2 separate regions of the Zea mays genome follow, and region 1 is linked to region 2. The links are chromatin contacts, called in public Hi-C maps. All regions are on one chromosome and are shown on one strand. Each heading gives the region's core, a stretch centred on a gene start, on an enhancer-like site or on the middle of the called end of the contact. The rest is flanking DNA. Distances are from core to core; before and after follow the strand shown.

Region 1 (4,414 bases), core at 1,762-4,261, 350 kb after region 2:
AAACTTTAGCTCTGCATTTCCTTAGGGTTTAGGATTTTTCAGCTTTACTGGTAATAAAACTTTAAATTCTGATGAGGACGTCACTTCTATACATACAATGTATGGATTGATAACACGATCGCATGCACGACAGATAAATCTCCAGGCACATTCTACCCTAGTCAATTGTGTTTCAGAGCTTACGCTTGGGGAAATGGATGTTTTGGTGATTAGGAACCTTGGAGAGGACCAACAAGGACTTGGGAAAGGCCAAGGTTTCAAGGAGGAGCAGCAAGGGCGTCCACAACAGGATGGAGATCAAGTCCGACTCGGCTACGACTCCACCTTGGGTTTCAGGACTAGTATGTACTAAAATGGACGTCTATGATGCATCCAGACTCTGATTGCGACGGACTTGATATGGTTGGAAAGATAAAGATATTATCTAACCAACCCAACCGGTCCCACCTTAAACTTCATCTAGAGTTAACAGGTATCGTCAAAACAATTCAGCGTTTAGATTCTATTTTGGTGCTACGACACCATCTGTTGGGTCGTTGGGCCGTGTATCGCGTTGGAGCGCATTAGGGACGAGACTAGGGGTCACGCATGCCTAATGCTCTATTTATTCAACAACCGCCACAACATTAGGGTGGGTTTTGCTTAGATTATTCTGCCATCGAACAGTATCGTCGTTATCGACTTATGAGACCCCATCTCATAATCAACACAGTTTTGGTTGTCTTCTTTCTGTTCTTGCTTGTGTTCTTGATTGCGCTTGCAGGGATAAACCTTCGTGGCGAGGCCACTCATGTGTCATGGGTGATAATCAATGGAGTAGTGGTGTAGTGATTGTGAGGAGCCGTTGAATCGGAGCCTTGGATCATCAAGGTCGAGATCTTCACCTAATCAAGTTATCGTAACTCATGGAAGATCCCCAAACTGACGGGCAAACAAAGGTTGTTAATCGCACTTTATCTACTATGTTGCGGGCTGTTTTGAAAGATAATTTGAGGTTGTAGGAGGAATGTTTGCCACATATTGAGTTTGCTTATAATAGATCCATTCATTCCACAACCAAGCTTAGTCCATTGATGGTAGTATATGGTTTTAATCCTCGTGCTCCAATTGATTTGCTACCTTTACCAACTTATAAAATTGTGAACTTGCAACACAATGTTCCGAATTAATACTTAAGTTGCATGAAACAGCTAAGTTGCAAATTTAAAAGATGAATGAAAAGTATCTTATTGCTGCTAGTAAAGGTAGGAAGGAAATAAAATTGGAACCATGTGACTTGGTGTGGATCCATTTGACAAAGGATAGGTTTCCTGATTTAAGAAAGTCTAAACTCATGCCACGTGCTACTGGTCCTTATAAAGTTCTTGAAAAAAAATAATGATAATGCATATAAATTCAGTTGCTTCTAGATTTTAGGGTTAGTCCCACCTTTACCATTTCGGATTTCAAGCCATATATGGGTGAGGAAGATGAGATCGAGTCGAGGACGACTCCAATTCAAGAGGGGGATGATGATGAGGACATCACTTCTATACATATAATGTATGGACCAATAACACGATTTGCGTGCACGACAGCTAAATCTGTAGGTACATTCTACCCTAGTCAATTGTGTTTCAGAGCTTGCGCTTGGGGCAATAGATGTTTTGATGATTAGGAATCTTGGAGAGGACCAGCAAGGACTTGGGAAAGGCCAAGGTGTCGAGGAGAAGCAGCAAGGGCGTCCACGACAGGAAGGAGAACAAATCCGACTCGACTATGACTCCATCTCGGGTTCCAGGACCAGTCTGTACTAAAATGGATACCTAGTATGTATCCGGACTCCGATTGCGATAGACTTGATATGGTTGGAAAGATAAAGCGATTATCTAACCAACCCAATTGGTCCCACCTTAAAATTCATCCAGAGTCAACGGGAATCATCGAAACAATTTAGCGTTTAGATTATGTTTTGGTGCTGCGTCACCCTGTTGGGTCGTTGGATCATGTATGCATTGGAGCCCATTAGGGGCGAGACTAGGGGTCACGCACACCCTAATGCTCTATTTATTCAGCAGCCACCGCCACATTATGAGTGTGTTTTGCATAGATTATTTTGTCATCGAACAGTATCATCGTCATCGGCTTGTGAGACCCCATCTGGTAATCAACACAGTTTTATTGCGTTCTTCCTGTTCTATGTTCTTGAGCTTCACTTTCCTGTCTCTCCATCTTGTGGTTTCTGCTTGCTATAACTTTCTTGTTGTCCTGTTCTTCAGTCGAAGCTGCGACTCTTGCTAATCCCAACTTGATTTCTTCGGTGGTAACAACTTCGTCCCCGAAGAGGAGCATGAACGGTGTGAAAACAGTAGATCTCGGTAATGACATGTTATGATTCCACACAACTTTGATGAGTTCATCTGCCCATTTGCCCTTTGGCAATTCATCTAGCGACTTTGTGATTCCTAGCAAGATTATGCCATATGCTTTGCTTCGAGATCGGCAGGCTACCCAAAGCGCCTCTAGACGGCGTAGAGTCGAAGAGAGGTGAAGATTAAGATTGAGATACTACAACTAGAGCTACGCTATGTCTACTCCTAATAAATGATAATATAGATAGATTGGTTCGATTGGATTGCATGTTCTCAATCGGTTGTACCCTTTCATATATATAGAGGTCTGGACCCGTTCCAAGCCAATACCCAACAGTTTCTCATGAATTTGTTAGGATAATCACGAATGAAATAAGGACTAGCCGAAGTTAAAGACCGTCTTGATCATTCGTGTGGACCGTTCGGATCAAAAGGCCAGGCCGTCAGACTGTCCATGTACCTAATTTGGTCCTCAACAAGTGACTAATCATGTGTTTAGTTTAGTTGAGATTACATGGGATATGAAGGTCGTATACCAGTTTTTGAGATGGAACGATCTGTGTTTTTTTTTGGTAGAACAGAGAAGGCATGAGGTGATCCTAGCTATTTTCGTAGAAGGGGCGATGAATTAATTGGACGTCTTTTTACTAATCTATTTGCCACCGTCAGATGTGGGGGTGGGGCTACGGTGTCAGCCGGCTGTGTTCACGAGAGCGGATGAGACGGACTGATGACGCCGTGTAATTTCATTGCGGATATTTTTAGAAATTTAACAAACGGCTCTATTATTACGGATATTTTCAGAATTCCATATCAAAGAGCAAATTTACAGGCAGTTGATAATAAGAGAGGTAATGGTGCAAGAGTATAAGCGTCTTTTTTAGGCTGAGCTGACATCATTATGTGCTTATAACGAAATATGGGTAAACAGAGGTTTGTTATAAAAAAAGGAGCAACAGTGCAAAGTTCGAAAAAGTAAGATGGAGTTAGAATCGTGAACAAGGGCAACCATGCAATTGTCCCAAAAGAAAACTATATGTGGCGAATAAAGATGCAGCCGGGCCTCGCCTGCAGGCCTAACAGATGCCATTTTAGTGCAAAATCAGTACAGTACCACCTTGCATAATTTAATGACAGCCAAGAACATTGAAGTCCCGCATTTGTGTTGCGAACAACCACCGCCAGCAGCGAGCAGGAAGAAGTCGGTGTCGTGCTCGTGCAGCACACCAAACACAACTAGTGCTACCGCATTTTTCACAGCACGAACCCTACAATATCACCACCCATGCCATTGTACAGTTATGGTATATCATTCACAGCACACCGTAGAGAAACAACTCAACTTCATCCACATACATTTCGACGATAGTATTAATACCGCACAGAGGCCAATAAGATTCCATCTCACTCAGGGCCCAGAAACACCCTTGTCAAGGCCGTAATCCGTCATGCCCACACCAACCTCATTTTGGTGCTTCATGAACCCACCCGTCGCAGCTTTTGAGTAACTCCAGTAGTACACCAGGGACGCCAGGAGGTTGATGATCATCATTGCAGCAGCTGCTGCAAAGACTCCCTTGCGAAGGGCGGCGCACGACACCAAATCATGCTTCATGTAGTAGCCTAAATACTTGGTGTGCTTTGCATTCCTCACCGATCCTCCTATGAGACAAGCTTCTGCGACGAGGAATGTTATCCTGCAAACAGGGGAACAAAAATGGAAGGACAAAGTTATTTCCAAAAGGCGCTTGATCTCATGGAATTATATAACCAATGTGATGACCAACAAAACCTTGACAAGTTACCAACATCTGATCTCATGGAATTTGAAAAATGCCAAAGTGCCAAACAAAGTATCAAATTGAATGGTCCAATTCAATTTCTACACCTGACCTAATAAAAAAACCACCCAGGTACCATGAGTTGCTCAATTTTCAGAAAGATTAAGCAGGAGCAATGGTGATACTGGCGCAGGAAATACGAATCAAGGGCTGGCAGGCAGTTGCTAGCAGGCTGTGGCTGGCGCTTGGGCACCGTGATCACAGGCTGAGGGAGGAAACAGG
Region 2 (4,487 bases), core at 1,878-4,377:
AGAGACATACTTCTCTTGACGAGTTATCTTAACCTTGTAGTCGTCAGGGACAAGAGGCCGAAGTTCCCTCTCCCTGTCAATGCAGTTTATGCAATCTCAGTGACTACCTCAAAAGAAACCAAATAACAAGTGTATCCAACTCATGACAAAATAAAGGCATATACTGTCTATAATGCTAAAGAAACAACTTACAATCTTTCGGTGAATCTGGGGAACAGTGTGCTTCCACCTGTCAAGATGATGCTGGAAACATCCCAACAATGTGAACTCACATGCATACCATGTTCAAAGATCAATGCAGGTGCAGATGTATGTAAATGGAAATGATACCTCTCAAAAAGCACAGGTTGAAGATATGGATGGCAAGCTTGTACAGCACGAACTATACACTCAGCAAGCCCAGCTTGATTTATGCCTACAAATATGCACAGCAGAGATTAGTATGGCAACAAATGAGAAGCTTAGATAATGTGCTAACATAGCAGAGTACAATTGTTATGAAACTAACATTACTACTGTGCGGAAGAAAGATGGACAAAACAATGAAACTCTTCTGTTCTATTGTTTACCAATGTTAAAGGAAAAACAGAATAGTTGATGTAAATTCACCAAGATGTGATTAATATGCATATGAAGTTATGAAGGTCAACTGAATTGCTACTTTTGAGTCACTGGCAAGGGATATTATCCGAGTAGTAAACTAGTAATTGAGATTAGGTATGTCAATGGTTTTGCATTCCAATGTTAAGGGCAAATCCTCCCCATCAGGAAAATGAATTGGTGGTTGGTCATGTGCAGATGGGAAGAAATAATTATTGTGCTTTGCAATGGTTTTAGGAAATACACTGAAAAGTAGCATGAGACCGATATGCTGTTCAATAACTTGAGAGCACATATGAGAGAATATATTCAAAATCTTATGAGCAAAAGTACACAGGACATAACATTGTCACTAACCAAGATCAATGGGATGAAAAAGCATCTCTGGGACAAGGAACCTCTCGTTTGTCAAGACAAATTCCTACAGAGTTAAAATCTCATCAATGATATCATAATACCACATGGCAGCCAATACCAAGGAGGCGAGGATGTTACATTTTGACTTAATTCTGCCTTTTTCCGATCCTCGGACTTATTTGTATCCATACCATGGTCTTTGCTATCTGATACTTGAGGCAGGGTGCGATATCTAAGTGCTTCATCCATATCCTTGACAAACCCTTTCTTGTATGTTATACCATCAGGGAGAATATAAGAACATCTAAAAGGGTTATCCTTAAATGATAACCTGCCCAGAAATTGCACAGCAAGCTGCTAAGAGATTTGAGTAGCATAAAATCCCATAGTTTAGTCAACTCATTAGTAGGTCCCCATTTCAAAGGAATGTGATTTTACATCATTTAACTCATTCTTTCTTCCCTAATACAGCACAATATATTTTAAGAAAATGCCTCTAAACAACTTTCAAGCAAAGGAAACATGTACTTAATAACATTCTCTTAGCATCCGTCGACATTAATGGCATCTGGATTCTGGAGTTAGCATTGTAAATTCAGGGTGCTTTACGAAGACACTATAAACAACAATATGAGAAAACAAAAGTCCCAAGTATAGGATAGTCCCAAAAACACATTCCAGTGTCCTTAGGTTAGTTATCTATTTGTTTGTTTGACAAAGATAAGTTTTGTGTTCTTAAAATTCAAATGCTAAGGTCTTTCAAGCCTTCTAATGCCTATAGTGAAGTTTCAGCTCAAAATGCTAGTTCACCAGCTCCCACAAAAACATGTGTGCATGCACAACACCTCTAGTTCTGGAAGCTACAAAATCCAGTTTGTCAAAAAAGGTTATCAATGTGTGCACTTAAATTGGTTAAACAGACAAAGTTCAAACACTAGATGTTCCTAGATGGCCCAACCTTTAAATTTATTCAGAACTTACATGAAACATTAACCCTAAACAAACAAAAGAAGGGTTGGCACATGAAAGGTTATGAAGACAGCTGACCTGGCAAGGTGTAGATCACCAGGGACATCAAGCGAGACAAAACATAGCTTTTCCTTTGCATCATCAATGAGGAGAGTTTCATCCATAACATTAAGGGAACGGTATGAGACGAGCTCCTTGAGATAGTTTGTAAGGGCCTTGCCGCCAAGGTCCATACGCCGAACACCATAATTAAGAGTAAAGTTCTGAAGTACAGGGGATGCATGGGTGAAAGAGAAGCCACAGTCAACAACAAGGCTGCATTGGGCACGAAACATCATTGGTTGTCGGCTAGCCTCATAAAGGTGGACAAGGGAAGGACCATCTGCAACATAAAGCGAGTTGAAGCCAAACTCCTCGAACACTAGCTCATCAGTTGCATGCTGTATCGCTGGAGGGTTAAACATGGGTTCCACCAGTAACAAGGACGAGTTAGTAGGATCAACCTGGAGAAGATTGCGCAAAACCCGTTCCCACACATCCCTCTGCACCTCGGTATTGATAAGATAGCCACGGTCAATAGGACGCTTCAAAGTCATGCCAGTCACATCGACATCTTCTGCCTGCAGCTGGTCAGCCACAAGCCATTTCTTCGAGCTGGCATTGCCACCAGGGGGTTTGGCCATACAGTTGGGGACAACAGCAATTGGATCATTGTCCCCCCCAAAGCCAGCCTTGAGAAGACCACCCCCATTGTCTATCACCACCACACCCGATCCACCCGTCATTGAATATCCCTATCTTAGTTCAACCTCTTCTGAGTGCCAGGAGTACCCGACAGCAATCGATTAAGCGACGATTGATCGCCGTTTAAGCGTTTAATGCCCCCCCAGGCCACACAGTTGCGCGCGTCGTTCCCCTGTCCCAGCCGATCGTGCGGAGAACTCACCTCTCTCGTCCGTACCTGTCTCTGCCGCTACAGGATCCGCCTGTCCGCCACACTCCAAGCCCTGCGCGTCCGCCACTCCTTGGCTGGAAGTGATCGACCAGTGGCTGGCGGCGTTGGTTTGCCCAGCAGACGAAAGAGAACAAAGGAAAGGGGAACGGGAGATGGCGGCGGTATAGGGCGCTTGGAACGGGGGTTCATGCCTTCAGGGAGTAGGACGGGAGGTGGATGGGATGCCCGGCGGCGGCACTTGGCGCAGGGGACTTGCGGCGAGCATGGCGTGGCGGCCGCGTCAGGGTTTCGAGGAAGACGGAAGACCAGCCAGGGCTGCCGCACGATGTGGGCCAGCAAAACAGATGGGCCTTCACCGCCGACAGGAATGAAGAAGAAGAACTAGGGCACTTTCGTGGGCCAGCAGGCGCTTGTGGCCTCCGCGGCTCCGCCGGATGAAGAACAGGAACGCCAGGTGGGCTTAAAGACCTAGGCCTATTTGGATTCGTAGTCAGGTACTGAAGTAGTCAGGTGGGTTTGCTTAGACTCTCGACAGCGGGCGCCTCTTCGTTCAGAAAGTATACGTAATCTCTAGCCTTCAGAGCATGCTCTACTTCACCCTCTCACTTTTAAAACCAGATGTTTAACCATCTAAGAGCTAGTTTGAGAACCCCATTTACCCAAGAGATTTTATTTTCCCAAGAGAAATCAGTTCATTTTCACTTGATAAAATGAAAATCACTTGAGAAAATGGTTTTCCCAAACTAGCCCTAAACTTTATAAAAGCGGACAAATAACCTCCAAATAATTTTAGTTAACTGTTATGATGACATGACACTTGTTTAAATGGAACTATTTTGTCTTTTTTTAATTCTGTTTTTTCTACTACCATCAAAATTTTATACAATTTTACACAAATCGATAATTAGATATTATGTTAGCTGTAATTTTCTATAACATTTCTAGAAGCCATTTAATTACTAAAAATAAAAAAACTACACAAAAATAACTTAAGAGTTTTGTCTCTGATTCATTTATTATCTTATTAAGCTAAAACTTTTACTAGAGTTAAACAATACTATTCATAAACTACAAAATTTTGTGTTGCTTTTATTAAGAAAGATAGGTGTCCTTTCGTCTAATTAATAATTAAATTAATTTTACATTTGTTTTTTAGAAACACCTAGTAACAATAAAAAATGATCTCCATTTTTTACATAGATTATCTCTTAGCTAAACTAATATATACAAATATTTTCAGATTTTTTAAGAACATTAAATCTAAACCTATATAAAATTCTGAGAAATATTTACATATTTATGGGTCTAGATTTAAAATTCTCAGAAAAATCTGGAAATATTTGTGTATGTTAGTGTAGATAGGAGAAGGTTTGTGTAAAAAATGGAGATTATTTTATTAGTGTTTGGTAAGTTTTATAAAAAACAAATGCAGAACTGATTTAGATAATAATTAGAAGAAAGACCACTTAACTTTCTTAATAAAATCAACAAAAAAAATTCTTAGTTTAGTAATAGTGTTGTTTAGCTCTAGTAAAAATTTTGGTCTTATCAAAGAAGAAATGAATCAGAGACAAAAAAATATTAAGTTCTCTTTATGTAGCTTTTT

The links. A called contact is a pair of places that touch in the nucleus more often than the background predicts.
Region 1: a contact with region 2 is called in a Hi-C map of leaf, with 4 times the contacts expected there. The contact joins the enhancer-like site here to the promoter of LOC100284728 in region 2. A contact is called at or near these places in 2 of 25 Hi-C or Micro-C datasets (ear and leaf).

What each region holds. Positions count from the first base shown.
Region 1 is chr10:40,684,335-40,688,748 of Zm-B73-REFERENCE-NAM-5.0, forward strand. LOC100273906 (fiber protein Fb34) reads right to left here. Exons shown (of 3, transcript NM_001148298.1): 3 at 3,405-4,048. The coding sequence ends at 3,760. Among protein-coding and RNA genes, the nearest start is that of LOC100273906, 16 kb to the right of the region's middle. Within about 2 kb of position 3,012, at least 2 of the 20 cell types and tissues checked have an H3K27ac peak or open chromatin away from gene starts, as enhancers often do. A contact at or near this core is called in leaf, where this site is marked.
Region 2 is chr10:40,330,384-40,334,870 of Zm-B73-REFERENCE-NAM-5.0, forward strand. LOC100284728 reads right to left here and starts at 3,128. Exons shown (of 7, transcript NM_001367196.1): 1 at 2,005-3,128; 2 at 1,096-1,288; 3 at 958-1,021; 4 at 331-415; 5 at 193-243; 6 at 11-73. The coding sequence starts at 2,711.